5 separate regions of the Mus musculus genome follow, and regions 1, 2, 3 and 4 are each linked to region 5. A link is a contact called in public Hi-C and promoter capture Hi-C data. All regions are on one chromosome and are shown on one strand. Each heading gives the region's core, a stretch centred on a gene start, on an enhancer-like site or on the middle of the called end of the contact. The rest is flanking DNA. Distances are from core to core; before and after follow the strand shown.

The links. Promoter capture Hi-C pulls out the DNA fragments that hold promoters and counts their contacts. Hi-C and Micro-C count contacts between places; a contact is called where the count stands out from the background.
Region 1: a contact with region 5 is called in a promoter capture Hi-C map of erythroid cells, with 16 times the contacts expected there. The contact joins the promoter of Aqp9 here to the promoter of Adam10 in region 5. A contact is called at or near these places in 10 of 39 promoter capture datasets (the 3T3-L1 cell line, the C10 cell line, the HPC-7 cell line and 7 more), 6 of 484 Hi-C or Micro-C datasets (the G1E-ER4 cell line, bone marrow-derived macrophages, embryonic stem cells and 2 more), 10 of 115 datasets of contacts at active chromatin or transcription factors (astrocytes, bone marrow-derived macrophages, effector CD8 T cells and 4 more) and 5 of 9 other capture datasets (adipose tissue, bone marrow-derived macrophages, embryonic stem cells and 2 more).
Region 2: a contact with region 5 is called in a Hi-C map of cerebral cortex, with 3 times the contacts expected there. The contact joins the enhancer-like site here to the promoter of Adam10 in region 5. A contact is called at or near these places in 5 of 39 promoter capture datasets (the C10 cell line, cranial neural crest, liver and 1 more), 1 of 15 datasets of contacts at CTCF or cohesin (large pre-B cells), 2 of 484 Hi-C or Micro-C datasets (bone marrow-derived macrophages and cerebral cortex), 14 of 115 datasets of contacts at active chromatin or transcription factors (bone marrow-derived macrophages, craniofacial prominence, embryonic hindbrain and 7 more) and 1 of 9 other capture datasets (adipose tissue).
Region 3: a Hi-C map of pro-B cells shows a contact between it and region 5, with 3 times the contacts expected there. The contact joins the enhancer-like site here to the promoter of Adam10 in region 5. A contact is called at or near these places in 7 of 39 promoter capture datasets (the C10 cell line, embryonic stem cells, hippocampal neurons and 3 more), 1 of 15 datasets of contacts at CTCF or cohesin (large pre-B cells), 2 of 484 Hi-C or Micro-C datasets (adipose-derived mesenchymal stem cells and pro-B cells), 16 of 115 datasets of contacts at active chromatin or transcription factors (acute myeloid leukemia, bone marrow-derived macrophages, embryonic forebrain and 11 more) and 2 of 9 other capture datasets (liver and pancreatic islet).
Region 4: a Hi-C map of cardiomyocytes shows a contact between it and region 5, with 2.7 times the contacts expected there. The contact joins the promoter of Myo1e here to the promoter of Adam10 in region 5. A contact is called at or near these places in 1 of 39 promoter capture datasets (pre-B cells), 2 of 484 Hi-C or Micro-C datasets (cardiomyocytes and embryonic stem cells) and 1 of 115 datasets of contacts at active chromatin or transcription factors (microglia).

The regions. Positions count from the first base shown.
Region 1 is chr9:71,161,800-71,165,211 of GRCm38.p6, forward strand. Aqp9 (aquaporin 9) reads right to left here and starts at 1,490. Exons shown (of 6, transcript NM_022026.3): 1 at 1,174-1,490. The coding sequence starts at 1,284.
Region 2 is chr9:71,014,706-71,017,692 of GRCm38.p6, forward strand. It overlaps Gm46119 (a long non-coding RNA gene), which reads right to left. Exons shown (of 4, transcript XR_001779225.1): 4 at 1,212-2,987. Among named protein-coding and RNA genes, the nearest start is that of Gm46119, 12 kb to the right of the region's middle. Within about 2 kb of position 1,481, at least 22 of the 459 cell types and tissues checked have an H3K27ac peak or open chromatin away from gene starts, as enhancers often do. A contact at or near this core is called in cerebral cortex and pro-B cells, where this site is marked.
Region 3 is chr9:70,985,643-70,988,673 of GRCm38.p6, forward strand. No RefSeq gene overlaps it. Among named protein-coding and RNA genes, the nearest start is that of Gm32074, 6.8 kb to the left of the region's middle. Within about 2 kb of position 1,724, at least 42 of the 459 cell types and tissues checked have an H3K27ac peak or open chromatin away from gene starts, as enhancers often do. A contact at or near this core is called in pro-B cells, where this site is marked.
Region 4 is chr9:70,206,027-70,209,134 of GRCm38.p6, forward strand. Myo1e (myosin IE) reads left to right here and starts at 1,324. Exons shown (of 28, transcript NM_181072.3): 1 at 1,324-1,677. The coding sequence starts at 1,675. All of the region lies in intron 1 of Gm26849 (a long non-coding RNA gene), which reads right to left.
Region 5 is chr9:70,677,440-70,680,533 of GRCm38.p6, forward strand. It overlaps Adam10 (a disintegrin and metallopeptidase domain 10), which reads left to right and starts at 1,543. Exons shown (of 16, transcript NM_007399.4): 1 at 1,543-1,820. The coding sequence starts at 1,766.

The DNA of each region.
Region 1 (3,412 bases), core at 240-2,739, 480 kb after region 5:
GCACACACCTTTAATCCCAGCACTCGGGAGGCAGAGGCAGGCGGATTTCTGAGTTCCAGGCCAGCCTGGTCTACAAAGTGAGTTCCAGGACAGCCAGGGCTATAAAGAGAAACCCTGTCTCGAAAAACCAAAATAAATAAATAAATAAATAAATAAATAAATAAATAAATAAATAGATAAATAGAAATAAATAGCTGTCCCATTTTAAAAAAAGCCTGAGGCCAGGGCTCACACCAGTTCAGAAAGTAGCAATAGTTTCTGGTCTCTGTTTTATTCTTTGTTTTGTTTGTTTTCATAGCTGAGCCAATCTCTTTTTGAGATTCTTAGGCCTGTCCATGTTTAACTCTATGAAGTTCAATTTAAAGACCTTGAGAGATTTGCTCAAGTCAAGTTCAATCAAAAGGGAGAAATTATATGAAACCAACACAAGGCTACACACACACACACACACACACACACACACACCATACTAACCCCAAGTTCTGATTTACTAAGTAGGTCCGGTGAGATGACTCACGAGATAAAAGTCCCTGTTGCCGGGCCTGATGACCTGAGCTCCATCCCTAGAGTCCACATGGTGGAAGGATGGTGGAAGGAGAGCTGACTCCAGCAGGCCATTTTCAGATGCACTTGTGTGCATTGGTGCACACACATAAATAAATAAATAAACAAACAAACAAACAAATAAATAAAACTGCCAGGCCATTTTCAGATGCACTTGTGTGCATTCGTGCACACACACAAATAAATAAATAAATAAATAAACAAACAAACAAACAAACAAAACTGCCAGGCACCTCTCTTGGCAGCCTGTTCCACGCTATCTATTGACCATTAATGTTTGTTTCAGATGACTCAGTCACCAAATGGGAAGCAATGTCTAGCAACTCTTTCATCATAAAAGCCACTTTGAGACATTTTAAAATGAAGAAGTACTCCCCTTCCCCCTTCTCCACTCCTATCAACTGTCTTGGCTACACGTTAAGAGCGAACGAAGCTCTTAATGGTCACCAAATAGTCAAGTAACCTAGAAAGTGACTTGCTGCCTCCTAGAAGGGACTGGAACTGATAATCAGGGAAAACAAAAAAACAAACGCCCTGCTCCAGACGCCTGGCAGCCAGGAAGGCGGGGTTAGGTCTGAACTGGGAAAATGGAAATCGAGCAATACTCACAATCATTATAAAGGTGCCCAGGAACTCAGAGAGTGTCTCCTTAGCCAGACAGCTCTTCAGGGCCAGCCTCTGCACGAGGTTCTTCTTGGCTCGGTCCTTCTCAGAAGGCATCTTGGGGTTTCTGCCAGAGGTAAGCTTTCCACCAAGGTCTGCTCGCTCAGTTTCCTGCCTTCACTACCACATGAAAACCAAACCAAACAAAAAAGAATTTTAAAAAAACCAAGCTCACTTAGCTCTGCACGGATCTCTGGAGGCGACTAAAGAGATACCTGACTGTGTCAGAGAGCCTGTCCTAATTAGGAACTGTGACTTAATCCTTGTCTGCCTCTGCTGTCAGCCCCTCCCTCCCTCCCAGCTCATTGCTATTTGTTTGCATTAATGAGTTATAATTCCAAATCCTCAAAATGACTCTTTTTGTACTTGACAGATTAATCATTACCTTTATTCTCTGTTCTCTGGCTACTTTTTCTCTGTTGGCTTTCTTTCTTTTTTTTTTTTTTTTCCAGGAGATGAGAAAAGAGATGCTACGTTGGTTGGGTTGCCAAACCAGAGATGGGCCTTGGTCCAGAAGAGATTTACCTGTTACACAACTTCAGCCTTCTGATGATTTGTTTTCTCCTATTCGGAAGTGGGCAGTTTGGGTGTAATTTAGAATAGTTCAATCAGGTATAGACACCTTCACTGTGAACATTCTCTCCTGAAGGTTTTCTTCCAAACTGGAGAGTGTAAGGGAAAGAGACTAGGCTGGCTCTAGTAGTGCCTCGGGGAGTTCATGGGACTGCTGGAGTCTTTCTGAAGGGCTCCAGAAATAACTAAATTAACTTATGGAAGGGCAGTTTAAAGGCTCCGAAATGTAAGTTTATGGGGCATTGGGTTAGTGCTGCCTTTAATCCCAGCGCTGGGGGTAGGGTGGGGGGTGAGGTGTGTGTGTGTGTGTGTGTGTGTGTGTGTGTGTGCAGAGACAGGTTGATCTCTGTGAGTTCAAGGGCCCAGCCTGGTCTACATGAGTTCCAGGACAGTTGGGGCTATATAGAGAAACCCTGTCTTGAGAGGAAAAAAGGGGGGGGAGGAGGGAGGGAGGGAAAGAGGGGGGAGGGGAGGGGAGGGTGTTAAGGTGTTTATGGGACAAGATGGGAACTCCCTCTTGTTCACTGAAGTGGTCTCCCTATCTGGTAAACAGAGTTTAGGATTCAAGAATCAGAAAGATAGAGAAAGCAGAGGACTGGAATTCTAGCCCTCTGACCAGTCAATCCCATCCCAGTTAAAGAAGAGAGGAGTAACTATGCCCCACTAAGGTATCTAGTTTAAATCTGATGAATTAACATCCTCACAGGCAACAGACTACATCTTATAATAGCTTCTTGACCTGATCAATAAGCAAGCCCTGATTTCCAAAGCTGGTTTGTCTGAAAAGACGGAATTGGAGGCAGTAGTCTCTAAACACCCCCAGGCAGTCCACTGACTTGAACCCATGCTATGCTCCCTCCCTCCCTCCCTCCCTCCCACCCTCCTTCCCTCCCTCAGAGCAGCCTGCCCAGTTCCCAGTCTTCTTTGGGGCCCTCCTCTACCTTTGCAGGAGGCCCTCAATCATTTCCAGCTGAGGAGGCAGGCTGGAAGGGGTGAGGGGAGGCTGTGAGCAGAGCAGCTGGGAAGAGCCCAGAGGCAGGATCAAACACCTAAGCTGCAGGTAAAGTTTACAGTTCAGACCGAAGAGGTCAATACTATAAATTTAAAAAATAAATAAATAAAAAACAATCTAGCATTTCGACTTTAATTCCTGATTAAATGGTCATGATGAGGATGTAGCTGAAACACCCAGAAGTTTGCTTTAACTCCTGGTTAGGTGATCATGGATAGCTTTGTCTTGGAGAGTTTCCTATGACCACATTATGCCCAAGTCCTGGTGGCTCGACCAGAGGAACAGGACTTTATTGCTCTGACTTCAGCTAATAAGACACAAAGCGTGTTCTTCAGAGTCCACGCTCACTCACCTGACAAATATTTATGGCATACTTGCTGTGTGCCAAGCACTGCCTGTAGCAAAAGCACGGGGCAGTCTTGCTTGTCACAGGGCTGGCTATGACGGAGACCAACATTAGACACAATCACACAGGGACACGAACAGACAACTCCAGCCGAGGACACATGCTCTGCCGGCGGGGGCTGTATTTCCATGTGCAAATACGGCAAGCGGAGTCCACCTTGTTGGAGAGATCTCTGCAGTGTCTTCTGGGAAGTT
Region 2 (2,987 bases), core at 231-2,730, 340 kb after region 5:
AAAGTTACTGTGTTATGTGAACTGTTATATCCACCATGTGGAGAGTGAGGTGCCATTGTTCCAAATCAATATAATTTATGGAAAGAGTGAAACTGAAAGTAAGAAAAGCTGACATTGGGTCATGACCTAGTTTTATTTTTGAGTCTGTGAGAAAAAGATACCCTGGCAAAAACCAACCTGAGGGGAGGAAGGGTTTATTTTAGCTTACATTCCAGATACAGTCCTTGGCAGAAGGGGAGTCAAGGCAGGAAGTGCAACAGCTAGTCCCATCACACCACAGTCAAGAGCAGACAAGAATGAGTGCACTGCCCGCTCACGAGGCTGCTCACCCATGTTTGATCTCCCCACTCTAAGAGTATTCAGGACTCTTACATAGGAAATGGTGTCACCCACACTGGACTGGCTCTTCCCACATCAATTAAGACAACCCCCCACAGACATGTTCAGAGGCCAATCCAATGTAGACATTGGTGCTTTCCTTCCAGGTGATTCTACCATTGGCATTTCGGCCTTTTTCCTCATTATAGCTCCTATTAGTCCTTTTCTTTAAAAATGTTCCTGTATTAATTGTTTTAAGAAGCAACTACATTGAGAACTTGCTAAGTTCTCTAGATGCGGAACAAGACAGCAGAAAGAGTCCAGGTTTGGGGAAGGGCTTGTTTGTACTTTTGTGCAGTTCTGCTCTCTGGCCGTGTGCTGTTGGAGGGGTTACCTCACCTCTCTGAGTGTCTGTGTCTCCATCTGTGGAAATGTAATGGTTCTGGGGACTGTAGGAAAGTGGTACAGAGGGCACATGTAAAATTCTGCACATGGCATTCAGAAGAGCTGTCCCTGCCAGGTGCTCTAGAGGTGGCAAGCTCTTGCCAGACACAGGTAACTGTAAGCTTTTTAGCTACTTTGATGTGGAGCCAGGTCCCCTCCACCCTCCCACCTCTTCTCCCACAGTCCCCAGGGGCCTTTCTCAAGCACATCTGGGAATCTCCTTGCTTAAAAGCCACTGTTGTGAGGAAAACAATATAAAAAATATCTCATTCCTCATTAAAAACCTATCATGTTGGGCTGGAGAGATGTCTCAGAGGTTAAGAGCACTGACTGCCCTTCTGAAGGTTCTGAGTTCAAATACCAGCAACCACATGGTGGCTCACAAACATCTGTAATGAGATCTGACTCCATCTTCTGGAGTGTCTGAAGACAGCTACAATGTACTCACATATAATAAATAAATAAATCTTTTGTTTTTTAAAGAACCTATGATGTCTCCTGTTAGCTATGGAAGCTCAGAGACGTGGGAGCTGGAGCTGGGCTGGAACCTTGGTGTGTGAGGGGGAAGTTGCCTCTCAGGGGTTTCCAGCAAGGATGAGTCTTATCTATGAGTCAGAGTTTGTGATTGGTCAAAAGTCCTTAGGAACAGTGTATGCTTCTGGCACCTTCCGAATGGCATATGGGCTCACTTCTGCCCCAGACTCCCACCCCCGGAGGCTGGAAGTTACTATGTATAGACAGAGAAGACTCATGGAGCCCTGCAAAGCCTACAGATCTATTGGCTGGGGCCTATGGGAGGGATTTGCTTTTTACATCTCAGAAGGGATCCAGTGTGGTGCAGGACTCAGACCAGAGGCACTAAATGGAAGGACTGAGCTGATGGTTCTTGCTGGGAGCTAGGGCCAGCTCGTGAGAGAGAGTTGCTGCTGTAGAGGCCCAGAGTAGTTAGGTGCTCTGCTGTCCAGGAACATTTCTGGTGGAACTTTTCAGCCAGACCCAACAAAGCCAGATTCCTAAATCAAGCTTGTTCAATCCAGATGGCTTCCTTAGCCTTGACAGAAGGGCTTGGGAGTGTGTGTGTGTGTGTGTGTGTGTGTGTGTGTGTGTGTGTGTGTGTGTAGGAAGGTGGCGTTTTTTAATCTAGGCTTCTTTTTGTTTGTTTATTTATTTACTCACTTTTAGGTCTTTAATAGTCCCTTTGTGGCCTTTCTTGGTTCAAACATACTTTTTACCTTTCTTAAGCTTTAATCTAGGAAAGAAAAAGCATCAAAGGTCTCCTGTGTTGGAGAGCAGTTGGAATCTCTTTGCTGACAAGATCTTGTGGTGGCACTTGCTTCCAAACTTGAATATGGACAGATATGTCTGTAAGCCAGGGAGAACCCTATGACAGGCAGGGGAGATGGTTTAGGGATAAAATACCCTCAGAACAAACATTAAGACCTGAATTCAGATCCCTAGTACTTAAAGCAAAACCAGACACAGAATGCACGACCCCATAGTCCCTGTGCTGGGCAGACAGACACAGGGAGATCCCTGGGGGGGGTCACTAGCCAGTCAATCTAGCCAATCAGTGAGCTCCAGGTCTAGTGGAAACATCCAACACCAGCCTCTGGCTTTGACAGACAGACAGACAGACAGACAGACAGACACACACACACACACACACACACACACACACACACACACACACACACACACAGAGAGAGAGAGAGAGAGAGAGAGAGAGAGAGAGAGAGAGGATTCCTCTTGCCCACTTTAAGAGAGCTCTATGCTCTGCCGATATAGAGCTCTGACACAAAATAAGCTGGCTTTGTTCAACAATCACCTAGAAATATGATCGTCTTAAATGCCCACTCTAACACAGATGGCCATTTTGCATAGGAAGGACCAAGGCTTAGTTTTAGGAACTCTCCTGGGGACACTCAGATGTGACTATTGATGTGGCAACTCTCTTTCTTGCCTGGTGCAGATTTTTCTGAGAAGCTGAAACTCAATGAAGTGTTCCAAAAGAAATGAAGTGGAGAAAGCAAGTGGCGGGGAGAGGTGCCCTGGTTCACCTAGGAGGCTGGTGCATTAGAACCTCTCTGCTAGCTGCACAGCTCTCGCCAAGTAAAGATGTGGGACCCTACTCCAGGCTAAACAGCTTAGACTCTCCACACATGAAAGGTGTCAGGTGGTGTGTGTGTGCGTGTGTGCTTCATATATACCCATAGGTCAGAAGACAA
Region 3 (3,031 bases), core at 474-2,973, 310 kb after region 5:
CTGAAACTGTAAGCCAGCTCCAATTAAATATCCTTTATAAGAGTTTCCTTGGTCACAGTGTCTCTTTACAGCAACAGAGACCTCAAGACAGGGAGGAGCTCTTGAGAATTTTGTAACTTTCAGCTTTCCCAGACATTTGTGAAGTTTTGTCTACTTCACAAAATCTCACAAACTTTCCACTCCTTCACGTAGAAGGGCCCTGCCCACTATGGGTGGTGCTGTCCCTGGATGGATTAGAAAGCAAACTGAACCAATCAGGAGGAGCAAGCCAATAAGCATCACTCCTCCATGGCCTCTGCTTCAGTTCCTGCCTTCAGGTTCCTGCCTTAACTTCCCTCAATGGACTGTGTGACTCGGGGATATGCCAGCCAAATAAATCTTTTTCTTTCCAAGTTGCCCTTGGAAAGAAAACAAAGGAAACAAATATAATATTAATCAAGAAAGTTGCCACAGACTTGTCTACCACCCAATCTGTTGGAGGCATTTTCTCAACTGAAGAGCCTTCTTCCTAGATGACCCTAGCATGTGTCAAGCTGACAGAAATTCTGTCAGTACAGGAAATTTCTGAGTTGGGGTACAGTGATCTCCCTTGGTTTGCTGGAAACAGTTAAACCAAGAGGTGAAGAGGAGAGGGAACCCTTGGTGATGCTCATATTCTGCTCTAACACTGCAGGGATTACACTATCAGAACTTTTAGGGTGGGAGCCCAAACCCTGGCAGCCCTAACAACTAGGCACATCTGCCCCTGCTGCTGTTATCCAGGCTGACTTAGTGGACATACTAGTAAAACACAGAAAAATTATGTTTATGCATTGAAAAGAGAAACAAAGAGGTCCAGAGAGCTCCTCCCAAGTCCATTTTCAGATCGTAAAGAGAAATTTGGGGTTAAAATAGAGGGCAAACTTGTACAGGTAAGCAGTCATGGTCAAGGTGAGGTCCTGCCCTTCATCATGGTCTCAGCTGGCCTCAGCTGGTCTCTGCTGGTCTCAGCTGGTCTCAGTTGGAAGCTGCCTGACAAGCTGTCAATCTCTTGGAGACAAGATCCCAATTGGTTCCTTTGGCTGGTACCAAGCTTCCAGGCTTCTCATTGTCCTAGAATGGAAATCCTGGGGAAATTCCAATTTCTTGGAGTTTGTTGCCTCAGTAGTTTGACAGCCAAAAGTTGGGGCACAAGTGTCTCAATGGAACATTTCCGCTGGATGCTTACAGCTGTGGTTGTTTTGTTTTGATGGCCTCTGGACCACACACACCAGCTGTACAGCAGACTCCAGCCTTTTCTGCTCCAGGCTCTGAGGGTGGTGGGATAAGAAGAGGTGGTTCTGATGCAGTCAGTCAGAAAAATCACACAGCGAGAAACAGACCCTGAAACTGAAGCCCTCTGGAATATGCAGCCACATGAGCCTCTTGAACATCACTGCGTTGAAAGTTCCAGAATGATCTCTGTTGAATAGAACCACCGAGAATCAAGCTACTAAGGCAGTGAACTCCAAGAAATTGGGATTTCCCCAGGACTTCCATTCTAGGACAATGAAAAGACTGGAAGCTTGGTACCAGCCGGAGGAGCCAGTTCTGATCTTGTGTTTGTGATGTCAAAGGTTTGATGTTGGGCTTGTCAGGTGATGCGCTTCAGGAAGTTGTCTGTTTCACCATCCCAGATATGCCCCAGATGTTTACAGGCTGTCCACTATTTGTGGGGCTCTGTGCTCCCAAGCAGAAAGGGGCAGTGAACCAGAGAAGAGCAGAAAGGCCCAGCTGCCAGCTTAGTCTACATCCATGCCTCCCTCTGTGGTCTATGCACATCAAAGGCATGCTAATGCAGGGAAACACAGTTTTCAAAGTCTACCTCCCTGGGTGGGTGCTTTCTTTTATGTCATGAAATAACAGGGCAACGGGAAACCTGTGGCTTTGTATTTGCCTCCTGTGGTGCAAAGTCCCAGAGATGTGAAGTGTCATGCAGAGTCCTCTCACAGAGGATATGAGATGAAAAGGAGACCGGACAGTAGGTGCCAGCCCTATAGAAGGACTGTGGGTGCTGAGGGTGACTAAGGGTCCCTTCCCCTTCAGGGCTGACCACAAGTTAAATGATTTTATCAAGAGCAGTGCTGCAGTGTTTCTGGAAGCCTGGAGGCTTCGGTTTTTGTGACAAGGAAGTGCTAGGGCTGCATGGAATCTCCAAGTCAAAACTCTTACCAGCTACACTTAGGGGAGCAACACCCAAGCTCTCTGTAGTTAACAAGCTTGACTCTGCTCTGCTCTCTGAACTTCCTGAAGAAACAGAGCCAGCTTTGGGTCTGATACGCTGTCCAGTGCTGTGCTGTGCTGTGCTGTGCTGTGCTGTGCTGTGCTGTGCTGTCCTGTGCTGTGCTGTCCTGTGCTGTGCTGTGCTGTGCTGTGCTGTCCTGTGCTGTGCTGTGCTGTGCTGTGCTGTGCTGTGCTGTGCTGTGCTGTGCTGTGCTGTGCTGTCCTGTGCTGTGCTGTCCTGTCCTGTGCTGTGCTGTGCTGTGCTGTGCTGTGCTGTCCTGTGCTGTGCTGTGCTGTGCTGTGCTGTCCTGTCCTGTGCTGTGCTGTCCTGTGCTGTGCTGTCCTGTGCTGTGCTGTGCTGTCCTGTGCTGTGCTGTGCTGTGCTGTGCTGTGCTGTGCTGTGCTGTGCTGTCCTGTGCTGTGCTGTGCTGTCCTGTGCTGTGCTGTGCTGTGCTGTGCTGTCCTGTGCTGTCCTGTGCTGTGCTGTGCTGTCCTGTGCTGTCCTGTGCTGTGCTGTGCTGTCCTGTCCTGTGCTGTGCTGTCCTGTGCTGTCCTGTGCTGTGCTGTGCTGTGCTGTGCTGTGCTGTCCTGTGCTGTGCTGTCCTGTGCTGTGCTGTCCTGTGCTGTGCTGTGCTGTCCTGTCCTATCCTGTGTGTCCTGTGTTGTCCTGTGCTGTGCTGTCCTGTCCTATCCTGTGCTGTCCTGTGTTGTCCTGTGCTGTCCTGTGCTGTCCTGTCCTGTGCTGTGCTGTGCTGTGCAGCGCTATGCTGCGCTGTCCTGTGCTGTGCTG
Region 4 (3,108 bases), core at 74-2,573, 470 kb before region 5:
TTTCCTACCCACCACTGTAACACACGGAATTGTTCCTCCTGAACTTTGACCTCAACCTCTTTCACATAATTAGGTTTCCTGGGTCCTTCTCTGTTGCAGGGTGTATCAGCATTCGCTCCTTTTCCTGGTTTGGCCATAGTCCTCTGAAGGTATGCACCACATTAAAACAAAGAGCAAAACTCGTCCTAGCCAAGATGATTTGATTTTTTACTATCCGTTGCAACTCTAGGATCCTAGGTTCACGTGAATGGGGACGACCGAATCTCAAGATTTTCTGTGCTCTTTTCTTCCTGAACTCTTCTTCCTCAGATCCTGGGAGCGCAGCCCCGCAGAGGCCCTGCGAGTTTACTTCCTCAGTCTTCCCTTTCACCAGGAGTCAGACTCCCTAATACTGTTTTAGGAATCCCCGTTCCCCTCTCTCCTAGGCTACCTGGCTTCCTGAAACCGGACACCGCGAGGACCAAGGTCTCTGTCTCTCTCTTTTCTTCTTCTTCTTCTTCTTCTTCTTCTTCTTCTTCTTCTTCTTCTTCTTCTTCTTCTTCTTCTTCTTCTTCTTCTTCTTCTTCTTCTTCTCCTTCTCCTTCTCCTTCTCCTTCTCCTTCTCCTTCTCCTTCTCCTTCTCCTTCTCCTTCTCCTTCTCCTTCTCCTTCTCCTTCTCCTTCTCCTTCTCCTTCTCCTTCTCCTTCTCCTTCCTCCTCTCTCTCTCTCTCTCTCTCTCTCTCTCTCTCTCTCTCTCTCTCTCTCTCCCTCTCTCTCTCTCTCTCTCTCTCTCCCCCCCCTCCCTCCCTCCCTTCCTCTCCCTTCCCAAGGAAATTAATTCAGGTACAAAAGACGGGTGGAGGAAGTATTTTCGACTTCCCTCACAATCCAGAAAGAAAAAAAAAAGAGAGAAAGAGAGAAAGAGAGAGAGAAGAAAAGAAAAAGGATTTCCTTTGAGCTGCGACTTTGTGATCTTTTAAGCAGTTAAAAATATTTCTTTAAAAAAAAGAATCTAGGAAAATCATGCGACTTGTGAGTGGGAGCTAAGTCGATGCTAAGTTTCTCCGTAAAGAGAAGCGACAGGAGCGCGGTTTCCTAACCTCCCCAAGTGTTTTCATCCCTTCGGTTTGGGGGTGGCTCCCTGGGGACGGCTAGGACAGCGGCGCGCTCTGCGGGGTAGCGAGGCCGCAGGACTACAGGATCCAGAGGCCTTTGTAAACTCTTGTAGTTCACGCTTGTTGGCTACCTCGGCTTCCCTGAGGAGTGACGCTGCGAAAACAAATTCTGATTGGTCAGGCCTGTGCTGAATTCTCCATTTATGGACAGATTGCCCGGCCCGAGCCCAGCCTGAGCCAGAGAAGAGTTCGGATTAAGTGTTAAGAGAAAGCGGGTCCAGGCAAAGCAGTTGGACAAGCAATCCCGCAGAGCGCATCAGGGTGCATCTCTAGACAGTTGGGGATCGCCAGGTCTGAGTGTGCACCGGGTCTGCTAAGTTTTGCCTTCACCTAGCGTTTCGGATCCCGCCTGGATGGAGTCCCTCTTGGATTTCCATTGGCTCCTGTGAGTGCTTGGGTGTCGGGAGCTTGTTTTTTGGCGAAGGGAACCAACTTTTGAAGTTCGCCCAGGAGACCGCGTTCCAGCCTCAGTGCCTAGGCAGCGGGACCCGGCGGAGGCGCGACCGCGGCGGGAGTCACCATGGTGAGTTGGCTGCGCCGCGTCCCAGGACGCCTGACCCTGGGATGGGGCAGGAAGCCCCGGAGCGGGCACCTACCTTGGGCAAGCTGCCCAGGCCAGGGGGTGGAGAAGGTGGACGCGGGAGTGTGCACTTCTGGAGCGCTGATTTCCTGCTGTTTGCTGTAAACCGGGTCTTAAACGGGAAGAGGGAGAGAGGAGGGACAAGAAAAACTCTCTGGAGTGACTTTCTGCGCCGCGAAAGTTTTGGTGCCAATGTTGTTGTGGCTGCCAGCTGTCTGAAGCTTGAGAGTGGGCACGTCTGTTTTCACCGGCACAGCCGTGGGACCGGAGACTTTTTTCTCCTCTAGAGAAGGTGAGGGGCACGCCTGTGTCCCTCGGGTCCTCTCCCCTGGGCAGGCACTGGCGTGAGCTCCCTGGCAGGCTGATCCCGCAGTTGTTCTCCTGGCATTGGGGAGGACCTAGGCAGCCCCGCCTGCGCTGGTGATGGGCCGAGCGCTGCACAAAGGCAGGCAGGGGCGCCAGGTACTGCGGAGCACCTGGCGGTGGCCCGGGCTGCAGGGACTCTGACGACAGCGCGCAGCGGCAGCCAAACTGGCCGGGAGCCCAGGCCTGTAGGGTCCCTGTGTAGGGTAAACACCTCCTGAGGAGGGCCCCACCCGGTCCCCAGCTCGAGAGGACCGCCACCCTCTCGGAGATCGTTCCTGGTTTTGTTCTTTCCCACTTGGTACTTGGGGGAGTGTCTGGGTTGGACAGCCTCTCTGTAACTCATTTGAGACTAAGTCCCCAGCCCAGCCACCCTCCTCTCTCAATCCCAAATAACCTTAGCCACATCCCCTGGGCTTTGCCGTGGTGTGGCTTTCCTACTGAAGGACAAAAACAAAGATTGAATTTTAGAGACATTGCCAGCCACCCGGACCGAAAGGGGGGGGACTTTAAAAACTTAAAAAAAAAACTTTTAAAAGGTTTTAGAAGGCTTCAAAGTTTCCACACTTGCTTCGTGGTGGAGGAGCTTGTCCTCCTGGCTTTCTCATTGTTTACTGGCGGTGAGGGTGAAGCTTACTAAAAAAGATGCCTAGCATAGCGCTGGCTTGAGAAATCTGTATCCCAGATCCCCAGCGCCAAGCATCCGCAGCGCACGCCCGGGTAGAACCCACATTCAGTTCACAAACAGTCCTTGCCCCCCCGCGCTGTTTATTCAAAAGAATGATTTTAAAAACAAACGAAACCTTTAAAGGGCATCCTGGCCCCAAGCTTTTACTTTCCACATAGTTCAAAATTATGTCACCTTTGCCCCTGAGAGAGAATACTTCATTTATAAATAAGCTTCCCCCGCCAGTTTCGAGGTTTCAGAAGTCAGTCCACCCTCATGGTGTGCCTCATGGGTGGAGTTTCTCCAGCCTCTGACCGCTTGAACTTGAACAGTGATAGTCCTGG
Region 5 (3,094 bases), core at 293-2,792:
TTGCTTATGATTATTAGAATTGATTATAAACAATACTACCTAATATCAAACTTGTCACAGAGATGGATTAATAACTCAAAAAGTCAAAACTTCTACTGCCTGTGAGTACATAAGGCAGAAACAGCGCATGTGATAAGCAACATGTCTGCAGGTTACTCAGAATAGACACTTTACAAAAGGAAAAAGAAATAACAGCATTCAGTTACTCTGTATTGATTTTATATGCTTCAGTAGAAACGAATGGACAGGACAATCATGATGATGTGGGAAGTTCTGACTGCAGTATTGAGTTTAGTAATGTGAAGCAAAACAACAATTCATTTTTCAAAACAATTAAAATAAGTATATTCCTTAAGTAAGGTGTGACGGTGCATGGAAGATGGGAGGAATCAGAAGTTCATGTTTACCCTTGGCCTCATAACCACTCAAAGAATAACCTGGGATAATTAGATGAGAGATGGGAGATGGGGGTGGGAAAAGTATTCTCATCTTTATTTCTGTTTTCTTTAAAAACCACATTATCTACATTAACAATGTAGGTTGTAGAAAATATATAGGGCGGAAGTAAAAGGTTTGCAATTTATTCTTATTATCAATAATATAAACTCATATTCTTTGAGTCAACCGAAGCAGAGTTAAGTATGATGAAGACGTTGTAGTTCTTTTTTTTTTTCATTTATTCATTCGCGTTACATCCGAAGAGCAGCCCCGCTCCTCTCCTCCCAGTCCCACCCTTACAAATCCCTCCTCCCATTACTCCTAAAGTTGTAGTTCTTGAATACGAGTATAAAGAATCAAAGCGAGTAAATGAGAAGTCAAATACCGGTTTTGTAGAAGTTGGCATGAAGGAGGTATGAGGGAAACAGACTAACAAGCGAGCATTTTCTGAGCTGGAGACTAAGGACCACCGGCTTATTTATTTATTTATTTATTATTATGGCTAAGGCCTAGTAGGTGACATACATTTGCTAATGGTTCGGGAAGATACCCCTTTGGGTATTTTTTTCTTCCTGTTGGATCTTTCCTTTTATGTTCCCATCAGAGCTGTGTATCGCGGCTAAAATCATGGTTTGCTGGGACTGCTTTTGTTTACTTGGCAGCTGCAGAGCTTCAAAAGAAACAGATAGAGAAGCAAGGAAAACCTCTAGTTTTTTGGAGGCGAAGAAGCCGAAAGCCCTTCTTGACAGCTTCGGGGTAGGGTGTGATTCCAAGAGACAGTCCTTAACAGCTGGAAGAACCAGGTAGCACTTTCACAGGGAAAAGAGCGCTCCCGCCCGGGGCGGTGGGCGGAGTCTCCAGCGGCCCCGCCCTCCCAGGCCAATCCCTGCTCTCCGCCAGCGGACAGGAAGCAGCGGCGGGGCCTAGCGGCCCGGGCGCTCGCCTCGGCACGCATGCGCATTATCCCGGGGCGCTTGGGGGAGCAGGGCGGGGCGGGAGGCAGGGGTGCGGCCTCGCGAGTGTATTGGGTGCCGTCGCGTCACGTGGCGAGAAAGGAGGCGGAGGGCCGCGGCTCAGGGAAGGGGCTGAGACCAGGCGAAGAGCGAGGGCAGGGAAGCGGGGAAGGGAGGAAGGAAGAGGCCGAGGGGGAGGGAGGGCCCTGTTTTGGCGGAGCAGGGCGCGCGGCTGGGCCCCTGAAGTGGAGCGAGAGGGAGGCGCTTCGCCGGGTGCCACTGCCGGGGAGGCTCGTCGGGACCCAGCGCCGGTCGCGGCTCCCTCAGGATCGATGCACCGCGGTTAACCCGTGAGGAGGCGGCGGCCGGGGAAGATGGTGTTGCCGACAGTGTTAATTCTGCTCCTCTCCTGGGCGGCGGGGCTGGGAGGTGAGACACGACCCCGGGCGGCGACGGAGCGGCGGTCGGTCGGGCCGAGCGCAGCGTCGCGGAGCCGGGCCGCGCGTGTCAGGTCTCCTCGGCTTCTGTCAGCTCTCTCAGCTCGCCTCAGCCGACCCCGAGCGACGCTCCCCGCGCGCTATTGTCCCTCGCGCGCCCCGACCGCGCTCCCGCCGGCGGCGGCCCGAGCAGGCTGCGGAGCCCCGGGCCAGGCCTTCCCCGCCCCCACGGCCCGGCGGCCCTGCCTGCCCGGCTTCTCGCGCCGCTTTCCCCGGGAGCGGCGGAGCCCAGGCCAGCCGCCCTCGCGCACTCCGCAGCCACCTCAGCCCTGCCGGGGTCCGAGCCCCGGGACCGCGCAGACTCGCAGCAACTTGCGAGGTTGGCAGCGCGGCGGGAGCATTGTTCTGCAAGCGAGCGAGCGGACCCGGGCCGGGTGTCGGACGCCGGTGTGCGTGTCCCACCCGAGTGCCTTCCCTCCGCCTCGTGCTCTTTTCGGAGTGTTTGTAGCCAGCGCGCCGGAGGTTGTGTGTGTGTGTGTGTCTGTCGTTCTGTCTGTCTGTCTTCTGTCTCCCCGGGGCAAGACTTTAGTTGACTGAGGAGAAGGGCAAGCCGTTTTAGGATGCTCTTCGATCCATCTGTCTTTTTGAGTTGAGTCCACAGAGAAGCAAGACCGACCCTTCCTGGGCGAACCAACTTGCAGAGTTTTCTTAAACTCTCAGGTGGAGCAGACGTACTGCTTAGTCAGAGGATTGTCAGGGCTGTGCTCCCTCCCCCTGCAAATTGGAGTTCACTGTTGCTTCAAGTTTCCTGATGCTTCGGGTTTGAGACAGCGGTATTTCATTCCCAGGCTTTCCTAGGACAGGTTGCATGATTATTTTGTTCCTATGAGAAAGTGCTTTACCATAGGTAAGCTAATTTGCCGCCCAAGTGTCTGGAGAGAGGTTAGCTTAAAAGCATTGAATTGGAAACAACCCCCAGAACTTCCAGGGGTGCTTCGGATGGTTGTCAGCAGCCTAATTTGATACTTTAGAAAATATCCTAGTGTTTTCTGTAGTGTATTGTCTGTGTTCATCCCTTTGTCTCATTGACTTAAACTGCAGGACCCAGCCTATTTTTGTCTGGCATTCTGCTTACTCTGAAGTTGGTTTTGTGTACTCAGTTTCTGTTGTTGTGTGTACTATTCATTTATTAAGTACACATTTTAGATGACAGCCACTAATAGATGCTTATTTTTGTTTTGTTTTTGTTTTTTGTTTTTTTTAAGA